3 separate regions of the Gossypium hirsutum genome follow, and regions 1 and 3 are each linked to region 2. The links are chromatin contacts, called in public Hi-C maps. All regions are on one chromosome and are shown on one strand. Each heading gives the region's core, a stretch centred on a gene start, on an enhancer-like site or on the middle of the called end of the contact. The rest is flanking DNA. Distances are from core to core; before and after follow the strand shown.

The links. Hi-C and Micro-C count contacts between places; a contact is called where the count stands out from the background.
Region 1: a contact with region 2 is called in a Hi-C map of fibers, with 4 times the contacts expected there. The contact joins two enhancer-like sites. A contact is called at or near these places in 6 of 34 Hi-C or Micro-C datasets (fibers, hypocotyl and leaf).
Region 3: a Hi-C map of seedling shows a contact between it and region 2, with 2.0 times the contacts expected there. The contact joins the promoter of LOC121229516 here to the enhancer-like site in region 2. A contact is called at or near these places in 5 of 34 Hi-C or Micro-C datasets (leaf and seedling).

The regions. Positions count from the first base shown.
Region 1 is chrA05:24,716,933-24,720,783 of Gossypium_hirsutum_v2.1, reverse strand. It overlaps the pseudogene LOC107960390. Among protein-coding and RNA genes, the nearest start is that of LOC107960389, 18 kb to the left of the region's middle. Within about 2 kb of position 2,518, at least 2 of the 9 cell types and tissues checked have an H3K27ac peak or open chromatin away from gene starts, as enhancers often do. A contact at or near this core is called in fibers, where this site is marked.
Region 2 is chrA05:24,671,471-24,675,448 of Gossypium_hirsutum_v2.1, reverse strand. It overlaps the pseudogene LOC107960391. Among protein-coding and RNA genes, the nearest start is that of LOC107960392, 10 kb to the right of the region's middle. Within about 2 kb of position 1,943, at least 5 of the 9 cell types and tissues checked have an H3K27ac peak or open chromatin away from gene starts, as enhancers often do. A contact at or near this core is called in fibers, where this site is marked.
Region 3 is chrA05:24,612,741-24,616,688 of Gossypium_hirsutum_v2.1, reverse strand. LOC121229516 (chloroplast processing peptidase) reads right to left here and starts at 1,959. Exons shown (of 6, transcript XM_041114082.1): 1 at 1,537-1,959; 2 at 838-900; 3 at 508-576; 4 at 201-287. The coding sequence starts at 1,764.

The sequences.
Region 1 (3,851 bases), core at 1,269-3,768, 45 kb before region 2:
CCTTCTTTCCCTTCTTGCTAACCTTACTACACCTCCAGGAGAAGCAAGAAAACCAGAATTATTCAGAGCAGGGTCATGCAACTCTTCTTGATGTATTAAGCCAACTTGGGCGTCAGGAATTGAATTGATTACTAAGGAATCTGGTGAAGTTCCAGAACCTGAATACTTGTTATCTATTGCTCTTCCAGATGATTCAGCCACTGCATTTGGCTTACTCACAAGGTAATCACCTAAAGCATCTTCAGCAGACTTTTTAAGATATTCAGCACTTCCTGAAACATTGTTTGTTAGTTTTAAATCCATAAAAGAAGCATCTAAGCATGTTTTCACCTTTTCTTGGTCCTCCTTGTTCAGAAACTGCCTTTCAATACCCAGTTCCCCTACTTTATCTTCAGCAACATTGGCTAATTTTGGAAATTGTAGACCTGTTCCCTTTCCATAAATACTAAAAGAAGTGTCAACAGAAACCGGCAGATTAACAACTTCCGCAACCACACTATTCAGATTACTTGGTCCAACCCCCTTGCCCACTTTAATCCTAAAGCGCAAGCAACTGGTTGAAGATTTACTTAGCCCACCTGACCCTTTTATGCTTTGACCAGACTGATCTTTGCAACTTTTCCTGCTTCCTTGGCCATCCCTAGCATTGGATGGTTTTTGATTCTGCACTTCATTAAACTCAGGGTCATCACATGGCTCAAGAAATTGTGTAATATTACTGAACAATTCCTGGATGGAAGAACGACCAGGTCTGGATGAACAGCTTCTCTTCCTTCTTGAAGCTCTAAAATGAAGTTCAATACTTTCAGGTGGCCGTTGCAGCTTGTTCCTGCAGTTCCTAGTTTTTGCATTAGTCTTTTGACTAGACTTATCTTTTCGGCCACCCCTTCTAGAAGAGGAAGATTCTGTAGGATGATGTTTAACTTCTGAAACACAATCAGCCTTGACAACAACCTTCCCTTCATTTTGCCTTTGTCCACAAAAGTCAATTGAACTGCTAGAATTAAGTGCAGCATAAGCACCCTTTGTCAGACAATCAGGTGGATCCAACCTTCCAGACAAACCATTTTCAACAATATCAAATGGATGACAAGACAATGAAACTAACTTATCACAAAGAGAGTTTTCACTGAGCTCAAAAGAATCCCCTGCATTCATTATTTCACTTGAAGTCTCAACTTTTGCACCAGCAGCAATGCCAGTCCTCTCCTCGGAAACCTTTGCAACACTATCTCCTGATAGAACGATAAAATTCTTATTGTCAGTTTGTGCATTCTGCTTTGTGCACAATGATTCAGCGCTATGTAATGTCTCAAATGAACTTGCACAACCCTTTGAAGCCAATAACTCACTATATGTATCACCAATACTTTTAGTTTCTACAGCTTTATTAAAACCTTCCAATGAGAAATCTCTGCTACTCATTTCATCTTTCTGGTTCAGCCAGTCACAACTACTTACTGAATCACCTGACCCTTGTAAACTGGAAAGTGTCTGGGCACAACATATAGCTGATATCTCACTGCTCGTAACAGATTTTATCATGGATGAAGCACAATTTTTCCAATCAAGAAGAGGACCTCTGACAATGTTGTTATCATTCTGGCCATTTTGTTGGGCACAGCCACTCCTGCAACCAGCAATGGCTATTGATTCTAAAGTCAAGTTACTATCCTTAACAGATTGAATTCTGTTGCAAATTTCAGTCTCAATCTCTGTACCACTGCTCAAACAAGCAGAATATTCATCCTGAGACAAGCCTAAGGATCCATTAATGGCAGTTGGAACATATTTACCTGAAAATAATCTGTTTTCCAAGCACAGCTGATCATTTTCTGAATTATGAACATCAATCTTACCTTGACTTACATTCAAACAAGCCACGTGATCCTCAATCCTAGCACCCAACAATTCCTTTAAACCAGAACAATCTACATTTTCACAATGATTTTCACATGAATAGCCTGCACTGTCACCATCACTTTCACCCCGGTTTTCTTCCAAATAAATCACAGTATCATCATACCTATTTCCAGTAGAATCCCCACTAGAATCACTGATAATGCAATCCCGTGGCTCAGGAACAAGGTTTTCCATTGACTCGGAGCATGAATGTTGCTCTGCAGAAGCAACTACACTCAAAGGTTCGTTAACCAATGCCGTACTCTCGCACAAACACATCTCAGTTCTTCCCAAACCAAATATCAACAAAGCAGCAAACTCATTGCTTCAACCTAAATAATAAAAGAACAAAAAAACAACTCCAATAATAAAATCAAGTATATCCCCCACACCAAAACAATGCACCCCCCCCCCCAAGTTCACCGCAAAAGAATCACTGCCTATTTTCCCCTTACCAAAACATTCCCAGTAAGAACTTTATAAAAGGTTTTTAAATATAACCTTCTCGAAGCGCGCTTTCTCTGAGGAGAAACCCGAAAAACCCTAGAATCCCTTTCTCTGCGTAATGCAAAAACCCTTAATCTCAGAATCAGAATATAAACATTAATGCAGACAGAAAGACATAAGTGAAAAGGGGGAAAAACTGAGAATACAATGTAATAGTTAACCGTTGAAGAAAAAATAAAATTAAGGAAAGGCAAAAAAAAAAAACCTATTATAGTAGAGAGGAGAGGAGACGAAGCAGGCCGTTGAAGAAGAAAATCTCGCATTCTTTTTAGAGAGAATGAGAGTGAATTCGGTGGCGCCGCGAAGTGCTTATTTATATTCCTTTTTTGGCCTTTTGGATAATAACAATGTTTTAAAAAATAAACCATAAAGCCAACAAACAACGTAATAGAAGTGATTTGTGTTTTAAAATTAGGGTTTGAATTTTGTGATTGTTGTCTTCCTATGAATCAAAACGGAAGTTATTTTATAGCAGTTTTTTAGTAGATAAATAATGGCTAATATATTAGAAAGGACTAATAATAAATTTAGTCCCTAATGTTTGTATGTTTTATCATAATAGTCTTAATTGTATATTTGAACTCTCTTAGCCATTAACTTTTTTTTTAAGGTTTTAATCTTTCGTACTTTTGTTTACCGAGATATTTTCTAGTGAGTTAAATTTTTTTATTATTATTTTTCATGTGTTATCTTATTAGATTATCTAAGTAATAAATTATATCTCATTAAAAATATTCCAAATATGAAATTCCATATCATCCCTGTTAACTTTTTTAATGGTATTTTTATTAAATTTGTTAGAAAAAGTAGATTGAAAAAAAGAACAAAGATTGATGGCCAAAAATGCTTAAAAATATAATTAAGGCTATTTTGACAAAACATGTAAACGTCAGTAGCCAAATTTGTCATTCAACCTATTAAAAAACACCTGAAATATTATACAATATTTTATATTTTTTTAATTAAATTAAATTAATACGTGATCTTACTTATTTAATATTTAATTAAATTTTTTAATATTATATTTTTAATTGCTGGAATCGATGTAAAACAATATTTCTTGTTTGAATTATATAATTACAATATATTAACTTATCAATTTAAATATTATAATAAGAAATTTTTCAAAGGCATTTTTAACGTATTTAACTTACAATTAATTTTACTTTATGTAATTAATGCAAAATAACATTATTCAAAATAATAACATAATAAACTCTATTCAAGTAATAACTACATTTTACATCAATAAAATTAGCACATATTTTTTAAATTTTAAATTTAGCACAATTTTTAACATCAAAATCTTTTAACTAATAATTAAAATTTAAATTTTATAATTATAATTATAATTATAATTATCATAATTTTTTTCCTATACTTTATGCTTAAAATTTCATTTAAATATTAACTCTATTTTTAAATTAGCATAAACTTTATAA
Region 2 (3,978 bases), core at 694-3,193:
TAATACTTACTTGTGCTTTCGACCGTTGGTCTAATAGAAGTCGTATATCTTCAAGAGATGTGGGTATTCCAACATAACTTGCCGAATGGTTTTACCTAATTAAATAATTTTTTAGCATACAATCATATTTTAAATCTACGTAATAATTGTAAAATCTAATATAAAATTTACCTCGTTATTAGTGGGAATGTATAAGGGTGGTTCACTCGAAGACGTAAAAATGGAAAGCGAAACCGTGCCAATGATTGCAGTAGTGATAAACATCCTCTGATTTTGGCTTTATTCGGTCGCGTCGCCCCGCACATCTCCTGGTACAATGTTGCTAACACGACAGACCCCCAACTTAATTCACCTGCTGCTCTAAAATCAACGAGTTTCAGCAGCCATCATAGATGTACGTGGTTTCGTGACAAGTCCGGCATCAGATAACCTCTAATCATCTCAAGAATGTATTCCCGAACATATCGTATTCTTTCTAATTCAGTCGAATCATTATCCGGCTCTAAAAATGTGTCTCGTAACCAGTTCATCTCGATCCGACCTCCGTTAATATTATCCGACATAGCACCCAAAAGCTCATAGCATATGAACTCCCCAATCAGCAGATTGAGCGGGCCCGGTGACTGCGTACCCATCGACCGGCAATCCCAATTGCAATTGCACGTCTTCTAGAGTGATAGTATACTCTCCGCATGGAAGATGGAAAGTGTGCGTCTTGGGTTTCCACCTCTCTATCAACTCGCTGATTAGTTTCGGGTCCAACTTGCACCCCTGGCCTATCGTGGCCACGTGCCAAAAACCCGCTTCCTGCAGGTAATTCTCTATGAACGGCGATGGAGGATCAGACATATTATAGATATATCATTACAACACCCGATCTACAGACTGTTATAAAAAGATTATAAAATAAATATTAATTAAAATTGCATAAATGAAAAAAAACTATTCAAAAATTAATTAAACTTATCACTTACTATTGTCATTTGATCGACGGAGATGTGTTTCGTATCGAGATGAATTAATTCTCCGGCCATTGCTAACGCGATCGAATATTTTTACAATTTAAAAAATAAAACTAATTCAAAAAAATTTAAATAGAGCTTTTTTGCAAAATTAAAAAGAGCTTTGACAAGAATTGAGATAAATTTGAGAGAATTTAGAGAGAATTTAGAGAGAATTGTGAGAAGACTATTGTGTGAAAAAATGAAAAGGGGGAGGGGCATTTTATAGTTTTTTTTGACCGTTAGAGTTCAAGCGGTCAAGTGACCGTTGGGGGCGGGACAAAATGCTCCCCTAGAGATGCGTTTTGCTGACACGTCTCCTGACTTTACGCTGACGTAAACGTACTATCAGAAAAAATAACTTTTTTCGATAAATAATTAAAAAATCAACCTATTTTAATAAATAATGATATAAAAGAGCTTTTTTTTAATAAATTGCCATGTAATACTTTTATCGCATTCATGGTGGATGTAAAAGTAGAAAATTTTTAATACCAAAATTCAAAATTCAAAATCCAAAATGCAATTTGTTTTCCTATAAATTGAATTGGAGCCGATAGAAATTGTGAGCTGACGGGATGAATAACTAAGATCTGTTGGGCAAAGAATAGAAGGAATGTTTGAGTTAGCATCTAAAAGGAAAATCAGCGCTTGAACCTGAACAAAAAGCAAATAATATCACTTCAAAAAAATCAAAAAAGACAAAAAGATCTCTAACGTTTTCCACTTTGGGTATTATCCAACAATACTTGATATATTCCCTTGTTGTCCACAAAAAATTCTTTGCTAGACAGATATACCATTGCCGACTTTAATTATAATTTTTCCCTATGGTGGAATGTCTTACGTGTGCCACATGGCTGTCTTCGACATTGAAAGGTTATCTCCGGTGACCGGACATTCATCGTCCTTCAACTTCCATATAAAGAGCAAAGTCTTCGGGTTTGGGTTCGGATTCGGGTTGAAGCGGAAATTGGCGATAAGGAAATGGCCGAAGCTTAAAGTGAAGGCGGAGTTATCCAAGTCTTTCTCTGTCAATCTCGGTTTGGATTCCCAGGTTTTTTCTTCTTATTTTCTCTCACTTAATTCTTTTTCACTTTCCTCTCACTTTGTTTTCTTTTTTTTTTTCCTGCCTTTTATGTTAGTTTCAATCGTATTTTGTTATTGAAACAAATATTACTCGGTTGTAATGACTGGCATAGTCTTAGGCCTGGTGTTATCTAATTTGTTGGAAATACTCTGATTTTGATTTGTATAGACATTGCAATTGCTCCTGCTTTTAGTTTAAGAACCGTAAGGGCAATGCTGATCTATGGCTTCTATATGTTCTATATGAGCTTCGATTCCTGGTTCCAGTTTTGTTCTATAAATTATTTGTTTATGCAATTTCTCAAATTTAAGATTTTTATGATAGTTCATGCTTCATACCTGCTTAAAGTAGGAAAGCCTGGCTACTTCTATGGCAACTAGTTGATGCAATGGACTGCGTCTGCATTTAAGTATTTAAGTATTGTCTGCTTTGGAGAAGACTGTCCTCACGGTTTTGCCATTTGAGAAAAAGTGTCTCATGAGGGGAAGGTGGTTATTTGCTTTATGTAGCCATAGTCTAATCCTTAGCTAGTTGATGTAGGATAGTTCCCCCCCTCCTTTATGTAAGAAGCTTGGCAATATCTGAATGAGCTGAATGTGGGTTCCTGCTTTGTTGTATGAAGTATTGTTTGTGCAATATCTCAATTTTAGAATTTGTATAATAGTTCATACCTCTTCTAAGTAAGAAAAGCCTAGTCATTCCTATTGCTGCTAACATGGTGTGATTTTTTACTTTCACTGAATTAGCTGATTATGATCCTTGTCATTGTTTCTGTTAAAATACGCACTAATAAATTTGTTCCTGAATATGCCATTAAGGTCTATTTGGTATGAACAAAAGAGCTGGAAGTAGCTTTAAAAAAGGAAGAAAGGTCTCTTGATTCTCTCAAGCATTTTACTGAAATCATGCTGGATTAAATACAGTGATTATTGATATTCTGTTGTGACATCCAATCCATGTCCTCCTGTGAATTAACCACATTCTTTATGCATATCTGCGGAGCATAATGAAACAGCAACAATAATTGGTCAATATTATCCTTCTCTAAGCTTTTTTAATGCCTTGTCTTCATCTTTTTTTGTTTATCCTCGATGTCCATTTAACAGTCTATGTTTGGGGTTCATGGCTGCCCCTCTCAACAATGCATCTCCAAGGTCCTTGAGAGTGCAATGTGCCTTACCATTGCATCCAACGCTTGTTGGTGCCTTGTTTCTGTCTTTAGATGCCAATAATTTGTATCAATACATTTGAGTTACATTGCTGCTCTTCCCCCCCCCCCCCAACACCACCACACAACAAAATTTTAGACTGTTTTTGTTAGCTGTGTTTAATGTCTATTTTCCATAGAGAAGAAATTGGATTCTCTTTTCTTGCATCATCTGACACTGCTTTATCTGGATTAGAAAACTGCCCAGTCTCATGATGTATCACAATTACGGTGGATTGGTCCAGTTCCTGGGGATATTGCAGAAGTTGAGGCTTATTGTAGAATATTTAGAGCAGCTGAAAGGCTCCATACCGCTTTGATGGAGACTCTATGCAATCCACTAACAGGCGAATGTAGTGTTTCATATGATTTCACACCAGAGGAAAAACCAGTGGCAGAGGATAAGATTGTGTCTGTGCTTGGTTGCATGCTATCTCTTTTGAACAAAGGAAGAGAAGATGTTCTTTCTGGAAGAGTTTCAGTTATGAATACTTTTCGCATGGCAGATATGCGTGTTATGGAGGATAAGCTTCCACCACTTGCTCTTTTCAGGAGTGAGATGAAGAGGTGTTGTGAGAGCTTACATGTCGCTCTTGAGAACTATTTGACACCTGATGATTATCGAAGTCTGCATGTTTGGAGGAAGTTGCAAAGGTTGAAGAATGCTTGTTACGATTTGG
Region 3 (3,948 bases), core at 710-3,209, 59 kb after region 2:
TCTGAATGATGGAGGCTCGGATGCCTACATCATGGAGTCTACCGGGATTTTTCATGCTCACATTTAATGCAAAACAGTAAAGGAGATTTTCTAGGTAATTGGTGATTAATTTACCATGGTGGTTCATACCCCATAATGTCGAGCTTATAATACCGGAAAACTAGATGATTACATGGAGAGACAAAAAAAGGGGGACTCACATTTAACTCTAATGTGTATGATGGTCGTTCAGCTATGAAATCTTCATTTTGAGCAACACCATTGACATAGAGTGACCCATGATGAACCTGCATAGTATCAAAGGAAAATAATTCAGAAGAAGAAGAGCCTTCAGCATTACGTTGCCACAAGTAGGTTTCTTTTTAGCAGTTTGGATTGAGACACTGTGCTGCAGATATTAGGATCTATACGAGTAAATGTCTAAATGAATAAAGGAGCTTCAAAAGCTTTCCCTAAAGAGATAAAAAATGTATAAATGGAGAAAACTGGTTACAGAATCAGTAATACCTGAACCACATCTCCACCTTTTGCTACAATTCTCTTAATAAGAACAGCATCCTTCCCAAACCCAGTCTCCTATAGCCACAAAATGAAGATAAGAATACTTAGTTGAAGTTTTCTATCAGGTGCCAACAATTAGGCAGTTCTATACTACTATGTTGCTACGACTCTTTGTTCTTCTTGAAGTATTTATGTTCAATGCATATATGAATAACATAGGTATGGGGTATAAGTATAACCCATCAAGAACACTCCAAAAATATGGAAAATCATAGAAACAAATTGAACATACCTGGGTTAAACACATAGTAATACAGCCATACGAAACCAACAAACCTGCTCTGGGGGTCGGAATGTGACGATATCATTTATTGCAGGACTCCTAAAAAAGTACGAGGCCTGCACAAGTTGTAAAGTGAAAAACTAAAATGAGAATAAGCAACATTATGGTGCATATAAGCAAATCAGAATCATTACTCTTAAGTCAATCATGATGCATACTATTACTATGCAAGAATGGCATAATGACGGAGCTCTTTTAAATTTGCATTAGTGTGAAGAAGATTAAGGGAAAAACAGGGTTTGTTTGCAGATTAGGAAAGGACGTTTCCATTTCATTTAATTTTCCCCTTAAGGTCAATCGATTCCTGAGAAAAGTGTAGGGTAAGCAAATCCATCTTTGGACACAACATTCGTGAAACATCCCTGATAAGAATGCCATTGAATAGTGAATGAAATAAATGAAATAACTTTAAATCACGTTCTAGTTCAAGTAGCCACTGTACTCGGCAAATTCAGAAAAATTACTTCCTAGAAATTCAAAAAACACGAAATGATTGCATGATGAACCAAAATTTGAGATCATCCACAGAATTAAATCAGAAGAAATGGGATAAGACAGCTACAGATGATCATGATTTCTAAAGCTAAAAACCCCTAAACTGAGTTGAACTGCAAAGATCGTAGTATTAACCACCATTAAACGAACAAAACCATCAAGATAATAATAATAATAATATTATTATTATTATTTACCTTTTCGACAATGATTCGATCACCAACACGAAGAGTAGGGTACATAGAAGAAGAAGGAATGAAACGAATCTCAGAAAAGGTGGACCATAAAAGAGCTATGACTAAGAACCTAAAGAAGCCATCGAAACCAGGCCATCTAAGGAAACCCCAACTCTGGCAAGGCATCCATCGTCGCGAAGGGAAGGTTATAAATGACTTGTACAAAGCACATGGTCTCAGAAAACTCATCGTCCCCAAAATGCAAATGATCGAAAACAAAAAAGAAAAAAAAAGGTTGAAGCTCAGCACTTAAAAGTTTACTTGGAAAGAGAGTGGAAGGGGGGCGGGTGGTTGTCAAAGAGGCTGCTTTGACTAGACTTTGCCTTGGAGAGGAAGATTCATTATCGAGAGACACTGAGTTGAATTGTAGTGGTATGAAACATTGACCCCAGCTTTACTCGAGCCCATTTAAACCGTTGTGCCAAAAATTTAAATATTCTAATAAAAATTGAAACTTCGATTTTATGAACTCATAAATTTTTTTTTATAGATGAGGGAAGGGGTTGTCAGCATTTGAACCCAACAACTCAACTCATACATTAAACTTATAATTTAATATTTTTATACACTATATAATAATTAAACCTTCCTACAAATAAGAAATTGATTAGATATGAAGTCATAATTAAATACGAAAATTTTAATAAATAATTTATTGAATAAATTTATAGTTCTAAAAGTCACATAAAATAACAGCTGCGATGTAATAAAAGTTACAATTGTGTCTTTTATCTATTAGATAACATTTGTGACATTTTTTAAAACATAGCCCAACTTAAATTTGCCACAACCGTTTTGCATAATGCTTATGATGGCAGTTCACCATCCTCAACGAAATCTACACTGCTATTTAGAATTACAAGTGAACTCATTTCAGAACTTAGTGGAATAGTTTATCCAACAAAGAATTGGAATAGTTGTGCTGTTGCTGATGGTGTCCAATGCCTTCTTTAGTTGTGGAAGGGTTGTCAGCATTTGAACCCAACAACTAAACTCATACATTAAACTTAAATTTTAATATTTTTGTACACTATATAATCATAATTAAACCTTACTAAGAGCAAGAAATTGTTTAGTTATGAAATTATAGTTAAATAGGAACATTTTGATAAATAATTTACAGGATGAACTCATAGTTCTAAAAGTCACACAAGGTAATAGCTGCGATGTAATAAAAGTTACAATTGTATCTTTTATCCATTAGGCAACATTTGTGACATTTCTTAAAACATAGCCTAACTTAAATCTGCCACAATCGCTGCGCATAATGCTTATGATGGCAGTTCACCATCCTTCACGAAATCTGCATAGCTATTTAGAACTGCGAGTGAACTCATCTTAGAAGTAAGTGGAACAATTTATCCAACAAAGAACTGGAATAGTTGTGTTGTTGTTGATGGTGTCCAATGCCTTCTTTAGTCATGGAAGAAATCTGAAGGTATTGAAGGAGGGCAATACTTCTTTACAACACATTGATACTGTGCCAAAAAAAAAAGGAAATTTTGATATTTTTATACACTATATAATAATAATTAAACCTTACTGAAAATAAGAAATTGTTTAGATATGAAGACATAGTTAAATAGGAAAATTTTGATAAATAATTTAGAAGATGTACTCATGGTTATAAAAGTCACACAAAGTAACAGTTGCAATGTAATAAAGTTACAATTGTGTCTTTTATCCATCAAGTAACATTTGTGACATTTCTTGAAACATAGCCCAACTTAAATTTACCACAACTGTTGTGCATAATGCTTGTGATGGCAGATCACCATCCTCAACGAAATCTGCACAACTATTTAGTACTATGAGTGAACTCATCTTAGAACTGAGTGGAACAGTTGATAGCAAGTTAATTTTGTGCTTTTAATATTTTATTTTTAGCTAATTTTTGAATAAAATGCTACCAAGCTTGTGTCTTTCTTATCAATGATAAAATTGGAATATCAAAATTTAAAAATAAATAAAATAGGCTAAATTGAAACGAAAAGCAATGAAGAGGCCCATGTTGAAGAATTGATGAATTAATGGTTGACTGGTTGAAATCAAATTTTTATTTCGAAATTGTCAAAATTCTATGAATTGTATGAATATGATTTTTTGTTGATATTTTTAGGAAAAAAATCTTACTAAATTTAGTATGAGAAATGTATATAAATATTTAGTGTTAGTGGCCTTTGAAAACACACTTGCAAATTGAATGAACTTTATTCCTTTCTTTTCTTTCACATGACAAAGCTAAGTGCAGACATTCTGCCATTCTTTTTCCATTTCTTTATTTTGGTTAAATTTATTCTTAAGTCCCTTTCTCTTTCCACCTTTCACCATTTTCATTTAAAATCATTTTCATACACCAACTAGCATGATTAA